Linked DNA regions of Mus musculus: region 2 is linked to region 1. Evidence: chromatin contacts called from public HiChIP or PLAC-seq data. All regions are on one chromosome and are shown on one strand. Each heading gives the region's core, a stretch centred on a gene start, on an enhancer-like site or on the middle of the called end of the contact. The rest is flanking DNA. Distances are from core to core; before and after follow the strand shown. Region 1 overlaps Gm38937 (a long non-coding RNA gene). Region 2 overlaps Cltc (clathrin, heavy polypeptide (Hc)).

The links. HiChIP or PLAC-seq counts read pairs in DNA pulled down with a chosen protein or histone mark.
Region 2: a contact with region 1 is called in a FOXA1 HiChIP or PLAC-seq map of pancreatic cancer cells. The contact joins two enhancer-like sites. A contact is called at or near these places in 1 of 39 promoter capture datasets (pre-B cells) and 1 of 115 datasets of contacts at active chromatin or transcription factors (pancreatic cancer cells).

The regions. Positions count from the first base shown.
Region 1 is chr11:86,378,547-86,383,270 of GRCm38.p6, forward strand. The region is part of intron 1 of Gm38937 (a long non-coding RNA gene); the gene reads right to left. Among named protein-coding and RNA genes, the nearest start is that of Gm38937, 3.2 kb to the right of the region's middle. Within about 2 kb of position 2,060, at least 81 of the 459 cell types and tissues checked have an H3K27ac peak or open chromatin away from gene starts, as enhancers often do. A contact at or near this core is called in pancreatic cancer cells, where this site is marked.
Region 2 is chr11:86,747,676-86,752,399 of GRCm38.p6, forward strand. All of the region lies in intron 1 of Cltc (clathrin, heavy polypeptide (Hc)), which reads right to left. Among named protein-coding and RNA genes, the nearest start is that of Cltc, 7.5 kb to the right of the region's middle. Within about 2 kb of position 2,281, at least 49 of the 459 cell types and tissues checked have an H3K27ac peak or open chromatin away from gene starts, as enhancers often do. A contact at or near this core is called in pancreatic cancer cells, where this site is marked.

The sequences.
Region 1 (4,724 bases), core at 810-3,309:
TCCTATTTAAAAAAAAAAAAAAAAAGTAAAAGTTTAAAAAGTCAAAGAAAGTTCTACCTAAAGTCCCCGAGGGAACCCTTTGTCAGCCATTTTCATATACGTGGGCTAAATTGCACACCAAAATTGCACGGTCATGTGCACAGTGGAAACTGCATGGGGTTGAGTACCTGACAGACCTAGCTGAGATTCCAAACGACTGGCTAGGATCAGCTATGTAACTTTGCACAGAGTATTTAGCTACTCAGAATCTCACTTTCCTTGGCTATAAAATGAAGTTAATATCTATTGGAAAGGATCCCTGTAGAAGTTAATATAAATCTCACTGCACAAGCACATTGACGCTAATCACAGTTTCTACTGATTTCTTTCCTCCTTTCTTCTCCTTGTTTGTTTGTTTGGACAGTCTCACTGTGTATCACAGGCTAGCCTACCCTCACATTCTGGATCCTCCTCTCTCCTTGCCAAACTGAGATTGCCTGCTTGAGCCAACATAACCACTTCTGCTGGTCTCCAATGGAAAGGACTAGATTTTATTTATCATGAGGTTTCTTCTTTCTAGCAATTTGTGCTTTTGAGACGCATCTTGAATGCTGTCATGATCCTAGATGTTCTTATCAGACCACAGAAGGATTGGTAATTACAGTGTGCGGGGCAGAATAATTGCTTCCCTAAAAGATGTGTGTCCTAATCCAAGGTAATCGGTGAATATATTATGTTACAAAGGGGATTTTACAGATGTAATTAAGGCTAAGGGACGTTGCAAGATTATTCTGGAATCCCCACAGAGAACCTTTGCCAGCTGACATCAGTTGGAGGGAGAAGGGACCATGAAAGAGGGTCAGATATGTAACACAAACAAGGCGCAGCATGCTGGCTTTGGAAGTGAAGGAGGGAGCCAGAAGCCTGTAGAAGCTGAGAAAAAGTGAGGCGCCTTCCCTAGAGCTTCCAGAAAAAGCAAGCAGCTCTGATGATACCTTGGTTTGAACCCAGTCAGGTCTGTATCCAACTCCTACCCCACTAACTACAAGATAATGAATTTGTGCCATTTAGGCAAGTCAACATATGGTAACTTGTTAAAGCAGCAATAGTAAATAAAGAGATTTAGATACCAAAAAGGACTCAAGACTGTCAGGGAACTTACAGCTTGGTGGGTTGTCATTAAGTAATTAATAATGCACAGAAGTCTAGAAGTTAACATCGGTAATGATGAAGATGGTCAATCTTCATAATATCCCCTAAAATTATTCTAAAGTAATATTTAATTTTTCTTACTAATGTTTAATTTAAAGATGAAGGTACAATAGAGCAAATTTGTTTGCTTTTGCTTCAGCAGGATAAAAATTCCACTGAAACAGAGATAAATATAGTATGTTACGGCCAGGAGTAGTGATGTATGTCTTTAATGCCGGCATTTGGGAGGTAGAAACAGGATACTTGTGAGTCTGAGGTGAGCCTGTTCTACATAGCAAGCTCCAGGCTAGCCAGGGTGCAGAGTGAGATCCTATCTTGAAAAGAAAATCATTTTTTTCTTTTTCTTTTTTCTCTTTGTTTTGTTTTGTTTTAAAGATAGGGTCTCACTACATAGCTCTGGCGCTCTGGCTGTCCTGGAACTCATCGCAGACCAGTAAACTAGGCTGACTTCAAACTCATAGAGATCCGCCTGCCTCTGCCTCCCGAGTGCCGGGATTAAAAGCATGCACTACTATGCCCAGCTTAAATATAATTAAAATAAAGTTTATTTATATAGGGGGTCTAGGTTGAGTCTAAGGTGGTATCTCCACTTTGAATAAAAACATGTCTAAGTTTCCACACAGCTTGACTGCCAGTCTGCTGAAAGGGGTGATGACTTCACGAGCTAAGTAATACTAATTGATCTTCCAGAGCTGAGATGACCAACAAGTGCCAGTTCATCAGGTTAGCCTCAGGGAGTTTTATTGTAAGAGTCCATGTTCACAGGACCCTAGGGAAGACAGGCTACTAGAGTCAGGAAGCGCTGAGTAGGAAGGAAGCTCTGGCCTCAAGGAATGAGTTCCGAGGTGACTCAGTCCTCCCTTGTGCCTGCCATGCCTTCTGCTCACTACTGCCTAGCTCTCGTGTCATTTACACTGTGGGTATTTTTACACACTGTTGGCTCTGCTTATTCATAACTTGGCTTACTCATAACCTGACTCAGTCAGACCTTTGATTCATTACATTCCTCTCCTGATATTTCCAACTTCTCTCTACTCCACCGATTGCCAGCTTTAGTCAGGGATTTTTTTTTCCTTTCATTGAAAATTAGCCATTGAGCACCTACTGGGTGCACCCGTGTGCCTTCTTCTCCAGTCAGAGAAAGAAAGATGTCAGCTGAATAATTACGAAATCGACTCAAGCACATTCTGACTTACTACGTGTGCTTGTTCGCGTGAGGCTCGTGGATAAGTTGTTCAGTGCTTTCTGCACTAGCTGCCCTCAGGAACACGAGTAACAGGTTGTCCCATTTAACACCACATGACCCTCCCCATCTCCTGAGGTCAAGGCAGCTGATTAAACTAAGGATTGGCACTTGACCAAGAACTATTAATACATTGGTTGGCCAGCAACCAGCAGTTTAACTCTAATAAACTTCCCTTACAAGAAAGGGATTATAATGATACATGGCATACATTCTATAAAAATGATACCTTTACCATGATGGGGTGGGGTAAACCTTATACTTCAGAGAAGCCTTCCATCCACTGTGGAAGAGAAAGCTAGAGGCTACTTGTTTGATTCAGGAGCTCTGAGTACAGGACAGGGCAGGGAGTGAACAGGGCTGGCTTTGAGCAGATCACAGGTCCTTCATGGATCACTTAAATGATAGCCAGAGTAAGGATTAGGGAACCTGTGTGAAGTTCCTTTGTGCAAAAGAATCAGTATCCGTAGCCCTGGGTAGGAATAAATGATCATCTTCAAGAGGATTGTTTCTCAGGGATTCTATGGGACGGTCCTTGGTCTGGGTCCAAGTGCATAGATTTCAACACAGCACTGGCTCCTTATGCCAGGCTTTAGATCATCTTGTTTATTTAGGCAGTACTCAATGAAGTATTTTAGAGAAGCCATTCAAAATCATCACCACATAATACTAGCCTAGAACCTTGAGTCACTCCCTTCCACCCCCACTGCCATCCCCACTGGAAGCCAAAGACATAGTTTACTATGTCAATGAAGGTCAGACTGAAGGGCAGTCCCTCACACTTCTAATCGTTAAGCCATCGACAGGATGATAGCATGACTCAGTTCTTTACATGTTTTGTGCAGTGTTACTACCAGTGAGGCAAGAGGAGGTAAGGCTACGGGATCTTGAATTAGTAATAGCTTTCTCTTTGAGCCAGACTGACTAAAGGGCTGGTGGTTCTTGGGAATTTGTGTTTTCTGGGTTTTGGAACAGGATGTTGGCACATTTGTTCTGTTGTCTGAAGAGAGCCTTCATTTGGAAATAAAAACACACAGAGAACTGAATTTCCCCTGGGACCATCTGGTCGTGTGACTTGGAAAGGAGTATTCAGTATTGGCCCAGGGTTACTTGAGGTTATGGAAGTTTGTGTAGACCCTAGTCGTAGGGCTGGAGCACAGAAACCCAGGAGCTGGACATCTGCATGCACAGCAAGACAACACCAGACAAGTTGGATGTGGTAGTGTTCATGATGGAAGCCCTGGGGTTAGAGAGGCACAAAGTCTTTCAAGATTAGAAGACCTCTAGCTTCTAGAGATTACCAGTCTCAGGGGCTGTGGAGATGGTTCAATCAGTAAAGGGATTGCCTTGCAAGCAGGAGGACCCAAGATCAAACCCCACAACCTACATGAAAATGTCAGTGTGGTAGCATGTGCTTATAATTCTAGTGATGGGCGGGTGGAGGCAGGAGGATACCTGGAACACAATGGCCAGCTACCCAATCCTAGTAAGTGGGAATGACCCTGTCTCAAAGGGGGAATGACACTCAGCACTCCTAAAGAGATCTCTCTCTCTCCCTCTCCCTCTCCCTCTCCCTCTCTCTCTCTTTCTTTCTCTCTCTCTATCTCTCTCTCTCTCTCTCTCTCTCTCTCTCTCTCGCACGTGCACGCGCGCAGACACACACACAGAGCCACTGGCTTGCCCCATCTCTGCTGTGTACTCTTTAGAGGTCATTTGGCTCAGCTTCCTCAAACACTAGAAAAAATACCAAGGCCCTGAGAGGACAACTAATCTTGTCCAGTTCAATGCATAGTGAAGCAAGAACAGGACTCATGATGTGACATAGAGAATGATCACAGCCAGCGCCGGAAAGCAGGCAACGAGGTGGCTTTTCTGTGAGCATCACATTCACACCCCTGCTAAGAATTCATGTGTACAAGTGTCTCAGTTTGTAGTAATAGGATTGATAAAACTGTCCTAGAGCCTCTGTAACAACTGGCAAATGATATCACCTTATCAAGTTAGGCAAGCCAGAAGTCCCAGAGGCACTTGATCCCAGCCCATAATCAGTTCATCACCAAGTTTTGTCAATATCACGTTCTGTTCCAGCCACTTCTTCTCTATAATCTTCTTAGGTTGAGCCAGCAACTTTTACAGTCTGTGCTTCTGGGACGCTCTCCTCTCCTCTCCTCTCCTCTCCTCTCCTCTCCTCTCCTCTCCTCTCCTCTCCTCTCCTCTCCTTTCCTTCTTTTCCCCCTCCTTTTCTTCTTCCTCTCCCTCTCTCCCTTCCTTTCTTGTAGTCTTTGTTTCT
Region 2 (4,724 bases), core at 1,031-3,530, 370 kb after region 1:
TCACATGAATGAATGAAATTGCTTTCAACATAAAGAGTTTCTGGCTGTGTCAAAATCACTTAATATTAGCATTTCAGAAAGTTCAAACAAGATTGCAATTAGTTTGTCTTCAACTAACACTAACTAAGTAAGTACCTACTATTTGGCAACTTGATTGTCTTTTGTTGTTGTTGTTGGGGGGGTTATTTGTTTGTTTTGTTTCTGTTTTTGGTTTTTGGAGACAAGGTTTCTCTGTATAGCCCTGGCTGTCCTGGAACTCACTCTGTAGACCAGGTTGGCCTCGAACTCAGAAATCTGCCTGCCTCTGCCTCCCAAGAGCTGGGATTAAAGGCATGTGCCACCACTGCCTGGCGATTGGTTTTTTGTTTTTTTTTTTTGGTTTTTTGGTTTTTTTTTTTTTAAAGGATCTCAAATGTATAGTCCAGGCTAGCCCACAACGTGAGACTCTTCTGCCTCCCATGTGCTGGAATTACAAGCATGTTTCCCCATAGCCATCTTCAATCCAGTATTTTAAGTACAATTTTTGTATCAAACTTTTACTGTATTAAATTCTAACTTTATCACAATTATTACTGAGGAAATTGAGGGGGAAGAAGCAGATTTTAGGCTTTTAGGGACATGTATTCAAATTGTAGATCACCTTTTCCAAGAAGGGAAAAAAAATCCACCTCAGTAATATACAACCACTGAATAGGTTAAAGCTGAAGTCCACGGCGGGTGGTGGCACAGTCGCTCACACCCAGTGCTTAGGAGGCAGAGGCAGGTGGAGTTTAAGGCTAACATGGTCTACACAGCAAGTTTCAGGCCAGTTAGGATTATATAGTGGGACCCTGTCTCAAAAAAAATATAGATAGATAGATAGATATCTTGCTTTTGTTTGGTCAAGGAGAAGGGATATCTTTAATGCTTATAATAAGTTTTAGTTTATCATACTCATCTTGTTCCCTTCATATAAGCAAAGTTTGTTTCCAGTATCTAAAAATAACTTTTATTCCATTTATTTTGGTCTCTTTAGTTCCTAAATATGTAACTTGTTCTTGGACAGGCATGGTGGTACATGCCTGTAATCCTAAGACTCAAGAAGCTAATACAGGAAGATGCCAAGTTAGCTCTAGACTGGACTACACAGCAAAATCCTGCCCTCCCTCTGCCTGCCCATTATCATAGCAGAAACAAGACAAAACATAATGTGTGATTCCATTTATGTAAAAGAGCCACAAAATTAAGTCCTTAGAGACAGAAATCAGATTACCAGTTGCCAATGGATGGTAAGAAATGAGAGGAAGATTGCTCAACAGGTATTAACTTCCATCTCATGCATTGAAAATGTTTGAAAATAAATACACCTAACTGATGTCACATTTGAACACTAAGTCATTCAATTATTTATTTGGAAATGAGGCCTTCCTGTAAAATCTTGTCTGACCTCATACTCAAATCCTCCTGCCTCAGCCTCCCTAGAGCTGAGAATACAGGTGAGTGATGGGTTTCCAAGAGTTGCCACAAATTCGGCACAGGGTGCTGTTCACATTCATGTTCGTGTTAAAATGGCTAATTTAGGTTTTGTGAATTTTATTTAAAGAAAAAAAGAAAAAGGCTTGTAAAGGCTAGGGTGTTAGCTGAGAAATAAGAGCTTACACTTAACTGGGGCAAGGCCCTCTGTTTTATTGCCAGCAACTAAGCAAATATGCACACTCACATTCACATGCAAAAGCTTTTAGCCCCTTTGAAAGTATAAACTTTAAAAGATTCAGTAGCCTTAATAAATAACCCAGTCATTTGCCTTTCTCTACACAGGGAAAGTAAACCCGAGCTGGAGCTGGCGCAGAGGAGAGCACTTCCTGCTCCTCCAGAGTTAACCAAGATTCTTTCCTAGAGGATGTTTTATGGTTAAAAAGCAAACAAACACAAAACCATCTTGTCCACAGTTCAATATACCCACATACAGACTACTGCAGAATGGGGAAAGATAGGGGTTTCATGAATCATGTACCTCTTACGGGTTTCTTTTCACCTGATTAATCATTCTCAAATAATTAAGGTCCACTTAGAGTTACCAAGTCTACACATTTATAAATTCTACAAGCTAAACATGTGTAGTCATTGGTGGTTTCATTTCAGATGAGCAAGCTAGTTGGAAATAAATGACCTCAACTATTAACCGAATCCTACTTCTCAGCTCCTAAGATTCCGGTTCAATAGTTTAAGACCATCTCTAAGACCCCTTGGTGTGCATCACTATAGGTGCTTCCCTTCCCTACTCCAGAAATAGCATAGGGATAGAAAATGAAAAGCGGGAAACAGTCTGGCAGAACTCCAAGAGCTTGGCTTCAATAGTGGGCAGATTGTAGTTTTGTCCTTCAACATGCTGTGCATGTATTCTTTAAGTAGATGAAAAGACAACTCTCTAAGGCAGTTGGGAGAATTAATATTTATATGTATAGAAAGGCTAAGTACTATACCATAAACACAACCTACACTATAAGCTAACATCACAGTTGCCAGGAAGTGTATACTAAATGAGGAAGTTGAGACAAGCTAAAATCCTGACATAATCAAATAAAACCCAAACTGGCATTTTCCAGAATTGTACACTGCAGTTTAAATTTCATAGTATGATGAAATGTGGCTTTAATGAGTTTGGTTCCTATTCTTTTCAGAAATAACTGAAAAAGAAAGGCTGCTTTATCTAACTTAAAAGCAAACAAAAAACAAAACAAAAACTATTTACCTTTTTAAGTCAGAACAGGAAGTATTAACACTGCATTAGTATAAATCCAAAACCATGAATATAAAGTAAAAAAAAAAAAAACACAACAGTGGCTTCAGAATGGAACACACACTTGTCATTAAAGAAAAGACAACTGGAAAGTCCCAAAGCTTCTACTTTGAGAGGAATACAGATAATCCTGGTCTAAAATTAACTTGATCCTAATCTTTCTAGGGTATTTCATTGCTGAGAACTTGGAGAAAACACCCTTTAAAAGTATCATCTAGCCGGGCAGTGGTGGTGCATGCGTTTAATCTCAGTACTTGGGAGGCAGAGGCAGGCGGGTTTCTTCGAGGCCAGCCTGATCTACAGAGTGAGCTCCAGGATAGCTAGAGCTACACAGAGAAACCCTGTCTCAAAACAAAAAAAAACAAAAAAAAAAGTATCATCTAGCCGGGCAGTGCTAGTGCACGCCTTTAATCCCAGCACTGGGAGGCAGAGGCAGGCAGATTCCTGAGTTCAAAGCCAGCCTGGTCTACAAAGTAAGTTCCAGGACAGCCAGGGCTACACAGAGAAACCCTGTCTCGAAGGAAAAAAAAAAAAAAGTATCATCTAAATAATTAAGGCAAAGAGAAAAAAACAAATGTTGGTTCATATAAAAGCTATTATGCCAGACATGGTGGACTGTGCCTGTAATTCCAGCCCCTGGGAAGCAAAGACAGGAGGATGAAGAACTCAAGGGCACATAGTCTAAAACACAGACAGCAAGAGCCTGTCTCCAAAACAAAACCACCCAAAGTAAAACTGCTGGGACTAGATAAATGGCTCAGCAGTTAAGAACACTAGCTACTCTTCTAGATGACCTGGGCTCCATTCCCAGCATCCATATGGTGACTTCTAACTGTCCAGGGGATCCGATGCCCTCTTCTGTCTCTGTGGGCACTGCACACATTTGGTGCATACATACAAACAAAAAACACTCAAATGCATTTAAAAAAAACTAAATATATGTATTAAAGAACACCTCAGTATAGAACAAACAATAGTGATAAATTTTTTAATGTTATTTATTATAATGTATGCGCACACAATGCGTGTGTGCATATACATGCATGCCATTCTACATATGTGGAGGTCAAAGGACAACTGTGCATTTATTCAGTGCAAGGGGTTTAAGTGTGTTTGGGTTTGCACAGCAAAGTGTCTTTACCATCTAAACCATCTCACTGACCTAAATGTAGTAAATTTTGCACTTAAAACTATATAGACTATTCACTGAAGAAAGTACCTTGCCAAACGGAAAATATAAACATTAAAATCTAATCACTATCTGTGTGATTAGCTTTCTCATCTATAAAAGGAGGCTAATTTGAACTATCCAGAGGGATGAAAATAAAATGTTTAACAAGTTTTTAAATATTCAAGTGGCTGTAATAGTCAATAAAGTTTGATTTTGTCAAATTAAGTTTGACAGTTTTTCAGAGTAGGAAAAAAAAATACTTCCCATAACACAAAAGAAACTCAGAACCCACATTTGACAGGTGTACTTTGCATTAATACATTAAAATCCAAGCTTTTGGCCATCTTCAAGTTAATAGCATTAACTAGAGTTCATGGGTTGATGGAAGACACCTATAAGTATGATTGCCACTGGCTTACAAGATAAGCTGATTTCATGTAGTTTTGGCAAGGCATATACATAAAATTAACTCATTCTAGTATAAAGGAACTATCAACTATGAACTTATTTCTCACATACTCGGTGAGCATGTTCACTTCACCATTACCACCTTAAAGAATGTGGAAACAGGGGCATCAGGAGCTTGAGACCAGCCTTCTTGACTACAGCTAAGAGACACCCCATCTTAAAAAAAATAAGTAACAAGCTAGGCAGTGGTGGAGCAAACCCTCGATCCCAGTACGTGGGAGGCAGAAGCAGGTGGATCTTTGTGAGTTCAAGGCCAGCCTGATCTACAGTACAATTTCCAAGACAGCCAGGGCTATACAGATAAAC